Linked DNA regions of Triticum aestivum: region 1 is linked to region 2. A link is a contact called in public Hi-C data. All regions are on one chromosome and are shown on one strand. The core of a region is the stretch at or near the end of the contact, and the rest is flanking DNA. Distances in the headings are between cores, read along the strand shown. Region 1 holds the start of LOC123091355 (glutathione S-transferase U17). Region 2 holds the start of LOC123123804 (probable glutathione S-transferase GSTU6).

Region 1 (2,943 bases), core at 122-2,621, 920 kb before region 2:
GTTTTTTCATGGCAAGTCTAGTTGATGCGAGGTGGCAACTTCAGTTGTTAAAACATGTTTGTCAACCTCACGTGAACTAATGTTGCCATAAAAACATTTAGAATTTCTAAACAGTATTGAGCCGCATTTCACCAAGAGCTCTTTTCTTCATTATAAAAAAGACCCCAATAAATCCCGATTTTCGGATTTTAAACATGTAATTCCGAATGTTTTTTCATGACAAGTTTAGTTGATGCGAGGTGACAACTTTAGTTGTTAAAACATGTTTGTCAACCTCACGTGAATTAATGTTGTCATAAAAACATTTAGATTGCCATGCTTAAATCCGAACGTTCGGGATTTATCATTTTCGTGTAAAAAGGACGGTTTACACCGACAGCCAGCAGGTTACTTAGCCAGCAGGTTACTTATTCTTGCTATGCCATCGAGCACTGTCTAGTGTCCACCACAGTTCGTTCACTTGTAATTAGCACTAGCCGCCTTCACAGCGCCGCCATTCTTGACGCTGAACTCCACGAACCTGTCCACCTCAGGCATGGCGTCCGCCACCGCCGGGTGGGCGCAGAACCGATCCGCCCAGGCGGCCAGCTTAGGAACCTTGGCCGCGTCGAGCAGCCTGATTTCAGCGATCCTCTCTACCGCCCTGATCCATCCGAGGTGCGACCCCAGAGCAATGTCCAGGTAACCCACGCCGTCGCCGCCGAAGTAATCCTTCCCTTGGCTGCAGTCGGCGAAGGCCACCTCCAGGTGCTGCAGAGCGGCGCACACCTGAGCCGCCGCTTCGTCCTTGTCTCCGTCCAGCCTTCCCCTCAGGACGCGGATCGCCGTAGGGAACTACGCATCCATTGAACAGGGAGCACACGTTTGTTTAGGGGAAAGCTTTGTAATCTCATACTATCATTTTGTTGCTGAGAACTGAGAAGTTCAAAGCGAAAATCAGAACTGGATTGCCTTGTCTTTTTACCTTGTCGTCGACGTACTGGGCCCAGAACCGCTCGGCCGCCCGGGCGTAGGGATCGGACGGGAGGAGCGCCGGGGCTTGGGAGGCCCAGGCCTCGTCGACATACTGGAGGATGATGAGGGACTCGGAGACGGGCCTGCCGTGGTGCAGGAGCACGGGGATCTTCTTGTGCACGGGGTTGGAGGCGAGCAGCAGCTCGCTCTTGTTGCCCACGGCCTCCTCCACGAGCTCGTGGTCCACGCTCTTGAGCCCAAGAGCTATCAGCACCCGGATCACGAACGGGCTCGGCCACCTGCCCAGCACGCGCACCGACGCCGTCTCCTGTTTCTCCGACGACATGTTTTGTCGATTTTTTCAGATCGTGTGGTGTTTCTGCAGTGAGGACTGAGCTGAGGCGGTATGTCTATATGAAGTGAATTGAAGCATCGGCCACTACGGCTTCGACGTCGTCGCGTGCGTCATGGTTTGAAGCCGTGCGTCGCTCGACTTGTGTACCAGTGAGCTAGACGCACGTTTCTTGATGACTTGATGCGAGCCCTTTCGTCACAGGAGCGAGCGTGTATCGGATTTTCTGTGGTCAGGTAACCTTCTCGAGACCACGTTTTTTCAAAAAGGGGGATTCGCCCCAGCCTCTGCATCAGAACGATGCATACGGCCAATATTATTAATAAACAAAAGGTCCAGCATAAGTCTCCAAGTCTCGAACAAAGAACAAAATAAAGGCTCACGAAGAGCTAATCAGTAGTAGAAAAGCCACAACCGACTGGCATGAAAAGGTAGGAGCACTACATGCCTGTCCTATTACATAACCGCCATTCAAACCGGTTGAAAATATCCCGTGCTACCATCTCCCATTGGGTAGACGCAGTAACTAAACGCTCCCTGGCCTTCGTTGGAGTGAGTAGCGACCATATACGAATCAACACAGTGGCCCTGAAGATAACCTGCAAAAGGTGAATATTTGTTATTCTGTTAAAGACCAGATCATTTCTACAGTTTCAGACTGCCCATAATAAAGCACATACACCTACACGAATATGTCTTATTGTATCTGAATCTATCCCATCAAGCCACGCCCCATATAACGCGTTGATAGAGTACGGTGGTAATGTTAAAAGCTATGTGAACCGACCGCCACATAATTTTTGCCAGCGGACAATCAAAAAAGAGGTGTTTGATTGGTTCGTGTTGGTCGCAAAAGCTACATCTCGTAGATCATGTCCAATTGCGTTTTGCCAAATTATCCTTAGTCAAAATAACTTGCTTATGCACAAACCACATAAACACTTTGATTTTCAAAGTTACTTTAACTTTCCAAGCATCACTGGTGGAAAAAGGGCCTTTGGTCGCGGTTCGCAACTGCCATTAGTCGCGGTTGCGCAACCGCGACCGAACGGGCGCGACTAAAGCCCCCCCCCTTTAGTCGCGGTTGCTTAAGAACCGCGACTAAAGGCCCGTCCACGTGGGCGCCAGGTGGCCGTCGGGGCGGAGGACCTTTAGTCGCGGTTCTTCTGGCCAACCGCGACTAAAGGCCGCCGCAGGTTTAGGGTTTTAGCCCCCCCCCCTAAACCTGTTTTCTGTTTAATTTGTATTGTTTTATTTCTTTTGTGCTTTATTTTAATTTTGAAGGAGTTTCATATATTCTACGGTACTACATACATGCATATGAATGTACAATTTCAAATAAATTTGAAATTAGAACCAAAAAGAATTCAAGAGGAATATACAATATATATTCAATATCATCGGATGACCATATACAATTTTGAACAAGTTTCCATACATGATTTAATGCATATAAAGTTCTACGTCCTCGTAATAGTGTTCTCCTTTAGGATGGAGGACTTCCCTGCTGAACCATCCAGCTAGTTCCTCTTGAAGTGGTCGGAAGCGAGCTTCTGGACTAAGCATCCACCGGAGGTTATTCCTCTGAGCATTGGTATCACTCGGAACCCGCTCAGAGGTGTATCTCCGGATCATCT
Region 2 (2,815 bases), core at 263-2,762:
TGTCTGCCGGTCCCAAGAAGCCAACCTTCGGTGACAAGTAAACATGGCTACAGTGCTCCCTCCTTTGCGTCGGCCCTAGCGGGCGCGGCAGTCGTACTGACCAAGCCATCGCTTGGGGCGGGCGGCGTCCCGGAGGTGCAGCCCTATAGCGAGGCGGTGATGTCGTCCCATGACGTCCAGCAAGGCATGCCAATAGTTCCCAGCAGCCGGCCGTACCCGCGCCCGGAGGCCCCGGTAAGGCCCTCATTCGGCAGACCCGGCGAGACAGGCACCTGGCAGACCCGGCGGTCCCCACTGCCGGCTCCTAGACGCTGACACCCGGGTCCCGCACCCATGTAACTTTACCATTGTAACCCCCGGGGGGGCAGCCTATAAGACCCCCGGTGCCCCTCCATGCAGAGGGCCGATCCCCTGGTTAAGCTTAGCCACACACTCACACACACACGGAGAAGGAGCAGCCTATGCACTGGCCAGTCTTTCTTCCTCCCCAGAACAGCTCTAGGAGCAAGCTTGTATCTACCTCATATAAACCACACTCGGCAGGATTAGGGGTGTTATCTCTTCGGAAAGCCCCTAACCTGGGTACGTCTCGTGTCTTACACTTGCGCGTGCCAACCTCGGCTCTGGAACCCACTGGTGCCCTTATCCTTGTCCCCTCTTTAGGCCATCCCATGGCATCTGCCGTGAGATCACCACGACAGTATTGCTATGAGATGCATACCGTATATGTCATGCTTACTGTTTATTTGTGGATTAATTTAATCAAAAAGTGCTAATATTTCCAACAAGATCTTGTATGGCGACGATGAGGACTCAGAGTAGCTGGGTTTGCCGACGACGACGACGTCTGAAGAAATCAGTGTTTAGGGCTTAAAATTGGTCTTCTTTTAGAGTTCAAATCACTACGTAATCAGTGTTAGCTTGCCGTCGCCCCTTAGTGATGGAAATTGGTGGTTAAATCCGAGTGAAATTCGTATGTTAAGTACTGAGTTATTGTATTTCTCAAGTTCAGGGATATTTTTGTTATGCGCCAGCGAATTCACAAATGATGGATATAGTTTTCTCCTAATAAACGTGCGTGCTCCTGTGCTGAAGCTTCCATTTCACCGCGACCTTTCTTTGCAAAACGTTAAACGGCTAATTCGATGCTATGCTAGTGAAAGGGCCGACGAAAGAGATGCCCGGAAATAGAGTGGTTGCTTTGGCTGCTACCTTTCTCAGAACAAAACAACAATTTGATTTTACCATCTGAGTATCGTACCACGTCCGTGCTGACGACATCAAAGTCAACAAACTAGTTTTCTCCTAATAAACGTGCGTGCTCCTGTGCTGAAGCTTCCATTTCCCCTCTTTGCAAAACGTTGAACGGCTTCGCATCAAAGTCCACAAACTTGAAACATTTCTGTAGCAACGTCGAACGTGTCCATCAAAGACGTCCACGTACCAGTCAAACAGACAATTTACCTGCACATTCCCATTATCTTCCTGTATATAAACTCATGCGGGCTGGCTCGTATAATCATAGGTAATCATACCACAACCCGAGCATTCTACAACCACTTTCATCAACGCCATACACGTCTCCTACCCTCACAGTTCGTTGCTCCGCACATCAGCAGGACTTGCAATGGCGGGAGACGGCGAGCTGAAGCTGCTGGGCGTGTGGACGAGCCCGTTCGTCATCAGGGTGCGCGTGGTGCTCAACCTCAAGTCTCTGCCGTACGAGTACGTGGAGGAGAACCTGGGCAGCAAGAGCGCGCTCCTCCTGGGCTCCAACCCGGTGCACCAGAGCGTGCCCGTCCTCCTCCACGGCGGCCGCCCCGTGAACGAGTCCCAGGTCATCGTGCAGTACATCGACGAGGTCTGGGCGGGGGCCGGCCCGTCCGTGCTCCCGGCCGACCCCTACGAGCGCGCCACGGCGCGCTTCTGGGCGGCGTACGTCGACGACAAGGTCGGGTCGGCGTGGACGGGGATGCTCTTCTCGTGCAAGACGGAGGAGGAGAGGGCGGAGGCCGTGTCCCGGGCCGTGGCGGCGCTGGAGACGCTGGAGGGCGCGTTCGCGGAGTGCTCCAAGGGGAAGGCGTTCTTCGGCGGCGACGCCATCGGGTTCGTCGACGTCGTGCTCGGCGGCTACCTCGGGTGGTTCGGGGCGATCGACAAGATCATCGGGCGCCGGCTGATCGACCCGGCGAGGACGCCGCTGCTGGCCAGGTGGGAGGAGCAGTTCCGCGCGGCGGACGCGGCCAAGGGCGTCGTGCCGGACGACGCCGACAAGATGCTCGAGTTCTTGCCCACCGTGCTCGCTTGGGTCGCCGCCAAAGCGAAGTGAACTGTGAGCCCGTGACATCGCCAGCTCGTGACATGTGTGTTTGTGTGTGTGCGTGTCTGAGTCCGTCCAGTGTGTGCTGAATAAATGCACCGCATGTCGTGTGTTGTACCAAGGGCAAACGATGCTGAATAATTTTGATGTTTGTTGATTTCCCAGGAACCAAAAAGTGAAACTTTATTGATGCTTAAACAGAAAATCGACTGCCTGGTGCGGTGACGACTGCACGCTTGCAGTTAGGGCATGTACAATGGAGGCAGCACTTTGATGCTGCCTCAGCCCATCCACGTAGATCAGTCAATTTGAGACCACCGTATGAAATAACTCTCATGGAATGTTGCAGCCTACTTTGGGACCCACCCTCTCTCTTTTCTTTCCTTACTTATCAATTTCTCTCTCATACTTTCCTCCAAAACTATGATATGCTGCCTCACACACACACCACCCACCACCATAGCAGCTTTTGTCAGTAAGGAGGCAGCCTCCTCT

Evidence for each region. Hi-C and Micro-C count contacts between places; a contact is called where the count stands out from the background.
Region 1: a contact with region 2 is called in a Hi-C map of leaf, with 5 times the contacts expected there. The contact joins the promoter of LOC123091355 here to the promoter of LOC123123804 in region 2. A contact is called at or near these places in 2 of 5 Hi-C or Micro-C datasets (both in leaf).

Annotation. Positions count from the first base shown.
Region 1 is chr1B:355,990,227-355,993,169 of IWGSC CS RefSeq v2.1, reverse strand. LOC123091355 (glutathione S-transferase U17) reads right to left here and starts at 1,371. Exons shown (of 2, transcript XM_044512851.1): 1 at 965-1,371; 2 at 320-834. The coding sequence starts at 1,300. The coding sequence ends at 457.
Region 2 is chr1B:355,071,910-355,074,724 of IWGSC CS RefSeq v2.1, reverse strand. LOC123123804 (probable glutathione S-transferase GSTU6) reads left to right here and starts at 1,512. Exons shown (of 1, transcript XM_044544432.1): 1 at 1,512-2,477. The coding sequence starts at 1,628. The coding sequence ends at 2,329.